Linked DNA regions of Mus musculus: region 2 is linked to region 1. Evidence: chromatin contacts called from public HiChIP or PLAC-seq data. All regions are on one chromosome and are shown on one strand. The core of a region is the stretch at or near the end of the contact, and the rest is flanking DNA. Distances in the headings are between cores, read along the strand shown.

The links. HiChIP or PLAC-seq counts read pairs in DNA pulled down with a chosen protein or histone mark.
Region 2: an H3K4me3 HiChIP or PLAC-seq map of fetal liver shows a contact between it and region 1, with 3 times the contacts expected there. The contact joins the promoter of Zfp322a here to the promoter of 4933404K08Rik in region 1. A contact is called at or near these places in 4 of 39 promoter capture datasets (3T3-L1-derived adipocytes, the C10 cell line, embryonic stem cells and 1 more), 8 of 484 Hi-C or Micro-C datasets (8-cell embryo, the G1E-ER4 cell line, embryonic stem cells and 2 more), 9 of 115 datasets of contacts at active chromatin or transcription factors (the NIH/3T3 cell line, the SCID.adh cell line, acute myeloid leukemia and 5 more) and 3 of 9 other capture datasets (adipose tissue, embryonic stem cells and pancreatic islet).

Annotation. Positions count from the first base shown.
Region 1 is chr13:23,276,148-23,279,866 of GRCm38.p6, reverse strand. It overlaps 4933404K08Rik (RIKEN cDNA 4933404K08 gene), which reads right to left and starts at 1,517. Exons shown (of 4, transcript NR_046038.1): 1 at 1,294-1,517; 2 at 858-1,018. 4930557F10Rik (RIKEN cDNA 4930557F10 gene) reads left to right here. Exons shown (of 2, transcript NR_126444.1): 2 at 3,459-3,663.
Region 2 is chr13:23,367,446-23,371,259 of GRCm38.p6, reverse strand. Zfp322a (zinc finger protein 322A) reads left to right here and starts at 2,052. Exons shown (of 5, transcript NM_001111107.2): 1 at 2,052-2,125; 2 at 3,055-3,140. All of the region lies in intron 3 of 4930586N03Rik (RIKEN cDNA 4930586N03 gene), which reads right to left.

The sequences.
Region 1 (3,719 bases), core at 268-2,767:
TGAATTACTTGCTTTTAGGAAATAGGCAGCTTTTACTGTCTGGATCTCTGCCTCAGAGTAGTCATCCCTTCTCTTTTCATAGCAGGGGATTGGAGTGTTTGTGAGCTGAGGCTCCCACTGTGTTCCTTTGTTTACATTTCCTGCCCCTGGAGCCCCCACTAGACTCACTCAGCTCTGCTCCTTGAGAAGCCAATTTTCCCTCTTCCTAGACTTAAAACACTCTGTGTGCTCTATCGGAGAATTCCTAAACTAATAGCAGATTCTTGCCTTCCACTTTGCATGTCATCTGTTTCATGTTGCTTTCGCAACCCTGCCTAAGTTCCAGAAATGGGCTGCACTACCAGCCTCCACCTAACTTCCCTTGAATCTATAGATAAAACACACACACACACACACACACACACACACACACACACACACACACACGATGCTCATTTTCTTTTTTTCCTATAGAATAAAGTTTATGTAGAGCATGGGCAGGGGAGTATAGAGGGTAGCAGAGGCAGAGAAAGGCAGGGAGAAGGAGAGAGTAGAGAAGTAGGGTCCATGTGGAGAGAGGGAGTTAGGGAAGGGGAGCAAGGGAGCTAGAAGTAAGAGAGAGGCAAGAGGGTAAGAGGAGGATGCTCATTTTCTTTCTTTTTCTTTTCTTTTCTTTTTTTTTTTTTTTTTTTGGATGCTCATTTTCAACATGCCTTCTGATACAGTTACTGGGTACTACTATCTCCAGCCTGGAAAAGTGTGCCCTTATCAATATTCTTATCTCCGCACGTCTCCACATGCCTTTAGTTGGTTTGTTACATCCCCCACCGCCTGTCTGTAGAAGCAGCCTGTGTGGCCACTCTGTTTCAAGAACTCACGTGGCTAGTCAACTTTTCTCCATCAGAAGCCTGGCAAACTCTTTCTCTCCTCCCTTGTGTTGCAAGACCCGAAGAGCCTTACTTCCAGGATGTCCCACTCACAGAAACAGAGATGGAGATCAATGCAACAAGCAAGATTGATCCAACCCTCTGGGGCCGTCCTGCAATCGGGGCAGAGGCAACCCTGAATCTCCTAAGCACACACTTTTTATACAGTTTAAGGGTAGATTTTAGTAACAGTAAGTGTTGGTTTAAGCCCATTGGTGGCCCGTGCTGACCTTTTCATCCCCCTCTCCCCCCAAAAATGGTAATTAACGTCTCCCTTCCGGAGAGGCCAGTGTTTCATGACCTTCCCTAAGCAGCACTGATGGCCCTGGGTAAGGTGAGGTTTTAGTCACCTGAAGACGGAACTGAAACATTTTTGGTCTGCACCTGCCTTGCTGGTCGGGGCTATCTTGTAAAGCTTGTTTTGTTGGGTCATTCCAAGAAGGGAGTGTTAGTCACAACCTTCTAGTGGAAGATCCCCAGCGTGCTATTCTAGCAAGGTCTGTCTGCAGTCAGAAACATTCCCACAGTTTCTGTCTTTCTTCCTCAGTCTGGCCTATCCTTGTGTGTGGGAAGCCGTTGCAGAGTGGCAGTTACAGAGTGGCAGTTGGCTACAGCTGGCCACCACACATACATAGCCAGTAAAGGTTCTTTTGCCAAGGTGAGGTTTTGAGAATTGACAAAAGTTAACCAATCAGATGAGAGACAAGTTAACCAATCAGATGAGAGACAAGTTAACCAATCAGATGAGAGAGAACGCCTGTCCTAGGCCTATAAAAGCAGCACCAGTTCTGGGCTCGAGGTCTTTTCGCCTCTACAATCAAGCTCTCCCAATAAACGTGTGCAGAAGGATCCTGTTGCAGTGTCGTTCTTCCTGGCCAGTCGAGCGCGTGCGAGACTTGTGGCCAGTAATTGGCCCATGGCGGCTTGATTCCCTGATCAGTAATTGAACCCTGGCCATGTTTGTGAGTGCGCCAAATCCTAACCACTAGACACTCAACACTGTCATGTTCCACACACGTTCCTTATTTTCTAACTCAGTCCTCTTCTGACCTTAGACTCACCCTTGCACAACAAGGGGAAAAGTTCCCCATTGAGCTCCATTTGCCGGAAACATAGTCATGCACAGCCATAGATTACTAACCTGATTTTTGCAGACGTATAGCAAATCTCTCACTCTAGGGCAGTAACTCTGATATCTGAATGTCTCACTACTCTGGTTACAACAATAGAATTAAAAAGAAAACATAGAAGATTTACAATACATTGGTTATGTCAGAAGAGGTTCATTTGTTTTTTCTCTTCAGTTTCTGCATTTCTTCTTTATCATTAAATCATGGTCCATTTTGCCTGTTAGTTTTCTCAGGTTATCTTCCTGCCACATCTGAAAACAGAACAGAACAGAACAGAACAGAACAGAACAGAACAGAACAAAACAAAAAACTCAAGCCAAAAAAACCCAACCTTTAAGTCTCTGATGAGCCTAATTATCAGGAACTCTCTGAGACATGAGGAGTCAGGAATCGATGCAAAAGCAAGAGGAATTTATTGTTCCAGTGTGCTGGGGTTGTCCCAAACCTGAAGGAGAGGTAGCAACCCTGGGTGGCCCATTGGGTGGCGAGTTTTTATATGAGCATCAGCAACTAGGCACAATATGATTGACAGAACAGTGTGCCTTTTTAAACTGAGTGGGTAGGGGCTTAAACAGCCTCTCCCTTCTGGCCTACTTGCTCTCTGACCTGTCTCTTTCAGAAGGGAAGGGGTGCCTATGTGCTTTCTGATTTGTCTCTTCCAGGAGAGGTGGGGTGCCTACGTGCTCAGGGGTCTGGTGGAATTTTCCAACAGCTTTGAACTGATCTCTTCAAACCAAACAATCCTTTCTTATTTCTTGTTTACTTATGGGATATTTACCATTACCCTGCATCTACTATATTCTTCTATAGACCCTTTTTAATACTAATGCCTCATTCCAGCTTTCTTATCACAAACAGAACCGATGGTCTCTTCCTGCTTCCCCATTGGCACAACATTTAGTGACATCCTAAGAATGTGAATTCTGCTTCCCAACAAAATAGTCCCCATTTTTACATATTTAAAAATTCTCCTTCTATACTGGTCCATCTAGCCACAACCTGGCTTTGCTTGGCACATGTATTCTCTCAAAGCTGTGAGAGAATACCTTAGTTCTAATTTCTAATGTTGACTAGGCAGAAATACCAAATTCCTGTATAGGATTAAAGAACACTCTAGAAAGAATACAGAGGGATCAGGAAAAGGATGACAGAACTGGGCAGCACCTGGTTTTGTGTTAAAGGTATGGTGAGTATAGTACAATCTCCACATTATCCATCGGATTGGTTCTATATAATGCTTTTTATGATTACCTACATATTGTGTATATCCCTAAGGACTCCTGTTGGTAACTTTGGCCAACACAAGTTGGCTCAGTGTGATGAACATGTTCTAGGACCTTTAAGAGGTGCAGTCCTTAGGCAATTTGTTGTTGTTCTTAGATGGGAATATAAGACATGATTTTGTCTTTGTCTTTCTGTTTAGAAATGTGATCAAGCACTTTCTTCGCTGCATATACCCAGTGTTGTGGCTGGCACCACTGATCACGGAATCTTCTAAGTGCAGAGCTGATGCCAGGCACCACTTGCATCTCCAGAACTGAGTGCTAAGTAATCATATTTTCTTTATAAAGTTAGTTTGCCTGAAGAATTACATGGTTGACAATAAAAAGCACATTCAAACACCTTCTAATTTAGACTTACTATATAGCATCCTGGGCAAACAGTGGGTACTCCACATGTTTCT
Region 2 (3,814 bases), core at 803-3,302, 91 kb before region 1:
CAGCTCAGGGCTGAGATGGCCTGTGTATTTGTATTGTATTGTAATGCCAGATGACGTAGAGAATAGCAACGAATGTTCAGAAACTGAGTGCACTAAGTACTCTGCTTGGGCCAATATTTTGACTAAAGTGGCTCAGCACTTATCACACCTTCGTAATGTGCTGTCCAGCACTTCCCCACAATACTCTGAGGTAGCCATAAGTATGGCGGCGGCTCCAGTAATTGATTCTGGTTCAAATCAGCTTCCCGTTATTAAATGTATAAGTCGGCAAGTTAATCTTCCGGTTTACAGTGGCTGTTAAGAGTCTATGCATGGACCTTGGTAGCTCTACCAAGCTAGGCTCAGCTACCTGTCTTCAATTTGTCAAAAAGACAAGCAAGACAAAGCAGTGAAAGCGGTTTACTCAATATGGTCACACTAGGAAGAGGAGTAAGTAAAGGGGTTCAACCACTAACACGACGTTCAGAATATTTTAAAGGTCATGAGATGTGCATAAGTAAGGAGTCCTGGTAGCTACAATCATAAGTAGCCCCACTCATCACAGTCAGGACTGTGTGAAATCCTGCCCTAACTCTCCCACTGGCCAAGGCCCTAGTCCTTTCCTTGTTCTCAGCAGAAGACTCCTATCACAATTCCAATCCTTTGAGTCCATTGTCTCAACACTCTTATAGCTGAAGGGGATGGCATAAACACATACTCTCCTGCAATAACATGTGTACATTTCTTCCTAATATAGCCATACACAGCTCATTCTATAGTGTGATTCGAATTGTGTTTGGTACATCTTACACTAAAAACAGTTAATAAAAAGTTATTTAAATATTAAAATTAGGGCTAGAGAGATGGCTCAGCATTTAAGACCACTTGCTCTTGCTGATGACCCTGGTTCATTTTCCAGCCAGCACTCACATGGTAGCTCATAAACCATGCATTATTCCAGTTCCAGGGGATCTGACATCCTCCTAGAGTGCGCGCGCACACACCACGTGCACATATATGCTGATAAAACACCCATACATAGAAAATAAGTCTAAGAAAAAAAACTTAAATATTTGAATGACACTGGTGGGATTTTTTGTCTTAAAATTTTAATTTAAAATAAGCTGCAGAAATTCTGCAAATTCTGAAAACAGGAATTAGTGAATTCAGAATACATAATTGCCATCCTCAGACCCTAACTCTAGAATTTAACAGCCAATCCAAGTTCTTCTCCAGACCAGAGAATTCTAGTACTCACTTCCCATGTGAGGGTTTTTGTTATATACATGTGTGTATGTGTATAGTATATATATATGTGTGTGTGTGTGTGTGTGTGTGTGTGTGTGTGTATTATATACTTATTATTGTGTATGCCTGTCAGAAGACAACTTTTACGGTTAGTTCTCTCTTTCCGCTTTTGACATTGGTCTCAGAGATCAAATTCAGGTCGCGAGGTTTTATTTAGCAAGAAGCACTCTTTGCTCCTCACTCTCGACAGAAGCCATCTCGCCAGCCTACATACATTTTTTTTTTCAAGTAGGGAAAATATTGACTGTTCTTTTTTGTTTTTTGTTTTTTTTTCTGAATCTGTCTTCAGCCTAGAATCGCAATCAGAAAGGACAGAAATCCTTTCAACACGGTTTCCCCGCAGCTTTCTCCAGCAATAAGGCCACGCCGCCGCTGCCTATTCAAAGCTTCTCATAGTTTGCTGGCATGAGTGACAGCACCAAAGAGCCTTTGTAATTCTCCACTTCTCCGGCTTTTCAAGGTATTTAAAACCGAGTCCGCTGCATCTATCCTTGAGACACTACTCCTAACTCTTGATTTGAACAGCCGTGGAGAAAGAAAACAGAAGTTCAGAGCCGCAGTACCGGGCGCAGGGCACGGTTTCAATTCAGTGGGTACCGGAGCTGCTGCAGTCCCAAATTCCAGGAGCTGAAAAGGTAGTTGTCGGACGCGAAAGAGCCAGGGCGCAGGCGCGCTCAGGTTCCGCCCATTTCGGGAGGTCCGGTGCTTATTGGCCCGGAATCCCGGTGCAGCCCTATGAGGGGTAGTTACGTGCCTCGGGGCGTGGCTACGCCTCCCTGTCCTTGCTGGTGAGAGCGGTTTGTCTTGGCCTTGTGGTGTGCGGGGACCGCTTCTCCAGGTTGGTATCCGGCGGTTGGCTTGCCGACCTCTCAGCATCTCGGCCCACTCTCCTTCCCTAGGAGACCGTGGGACCGAATCGGCCATCGCCGAGTGCTCGGCCCCGGAAGCTCCGGCTTGAGGGTCCAGTCACCGGAAGTGCCGCCCTGGGCGGCGGAGTAAGCGTTCAGCGGGTCCTCGAGGTCCTTGGCCGTGAGAGGGGTCCGGGCCAGGCGCGGCGCCCTTCTTGTCGCTGTCAACGAAAAGTTGGGAGGAGAAACCTGTGAGACTGTCCTGGAGGTAGTAATGGAGCCAGGCTCGAATGCAGTCTGGAGCCTTCCTGAATGTCTAGACAACCATGGGCACTGGGGGGACCCTCCCCCAGCCTTAAGGGCGGAGATTAGTTGAGTTCCCCGGAATCTGCAGAATCTGTTTGCTCAAAGCATTCCATAGTCATTTATTTTTAGCAGCCTTGGTCCTGTGTAACATTGCATTCATGAATCGTATTCCTACAGGTTTTAGTGCACGAGGAATGAATCCTTGATCTCAGAAGTTGAAATAATAATGCGCCTATCAGTCACCTGAGCGTTTGAGGTAGAGGTAGGAGGATAGGGAATTAAAAGCCAGTTTAAGCTGCCTAGCGATTTTGAAGCTAGCCTAAGCTACGTGAGACTCTCCCCGTCTTAACAGCAAGAAAAACAAGGCCCAGGGCTTTGTTCTGAACTTAAAAATCTCTCAGCTAGAAGAATTCTTGTTATTTTGTGTAGAGCAGGTCAGAAAGAAACGGCTTCTTGAAGGAGGAACGGAAACATTAGAATGAGCAAAATTTTGCTGAAGGATGATGTCAGGATTGGAGAGTGCATGGGACATTATTTAAATGGCCTACTGTTAAAAGGAAAAATGTAAGCTTTGCAGTCATGCTCATTCAACATTGCTGCTTTTTTCCTCTAGGAGAGGGAAGAATTAAATATTATGAGTACTTCTGGATTAGAGACCTTGTGGATCTGAAAAAAATAAATCGTTGGGTTCTTGTTAAGGTAAGTGGCATACATCTGTTTCTATATAAATGTGAATTTTGGAGTAGGGATGGGACAAGAAAGAAGGTAAAACATACTTGGGAAAAGGAAAAGGGTCTTTCTGGTGACTAACATAGTGGCCCTTTGATAACCTTTCAGTACACCTATTTTTCTAACAGGCATACACAGCAGATTTGCAACAATTGTCCTTCTTTTGATTTACCATACAAAGAAGGCAGTGTGCCCAATGCTCAGACAGGCTCTAGGATGGATATTTAAACCTGGCTCTGTTACTTAACTGCCTGTGAGTTCTTGTGTAATTAGGTAACTGTCATAGCAACAGGTTTTCTATCAGTAAGATGGTGGTAATATTTGATTTTACAGTGTTCTTGGGAGGATTAAATGTCCATAATCCATGTAATCAATGAAAATTGAGGCAACCCCTGGTCTGAGGCTGTACAGCAAGTATGGTTTTTAAGACAATACGTTAAATACTTACTGTTTGATCATCCCATATATCCTTTAACCGAAAAGAATCTTGAGCTCTGAAGTTTTGTTGCTTAGCCTGTCTATTTGAACTTTTGTCTGCTCTTCGCTTATGAAATGGAGTCTGGTGTTGCTCGTGAAAAAAACAAAACAAAACAAAAACCAGAAGTCCTCCCTTCCTAGGAGGGGTAAAGGAAGCATGTTAGAGA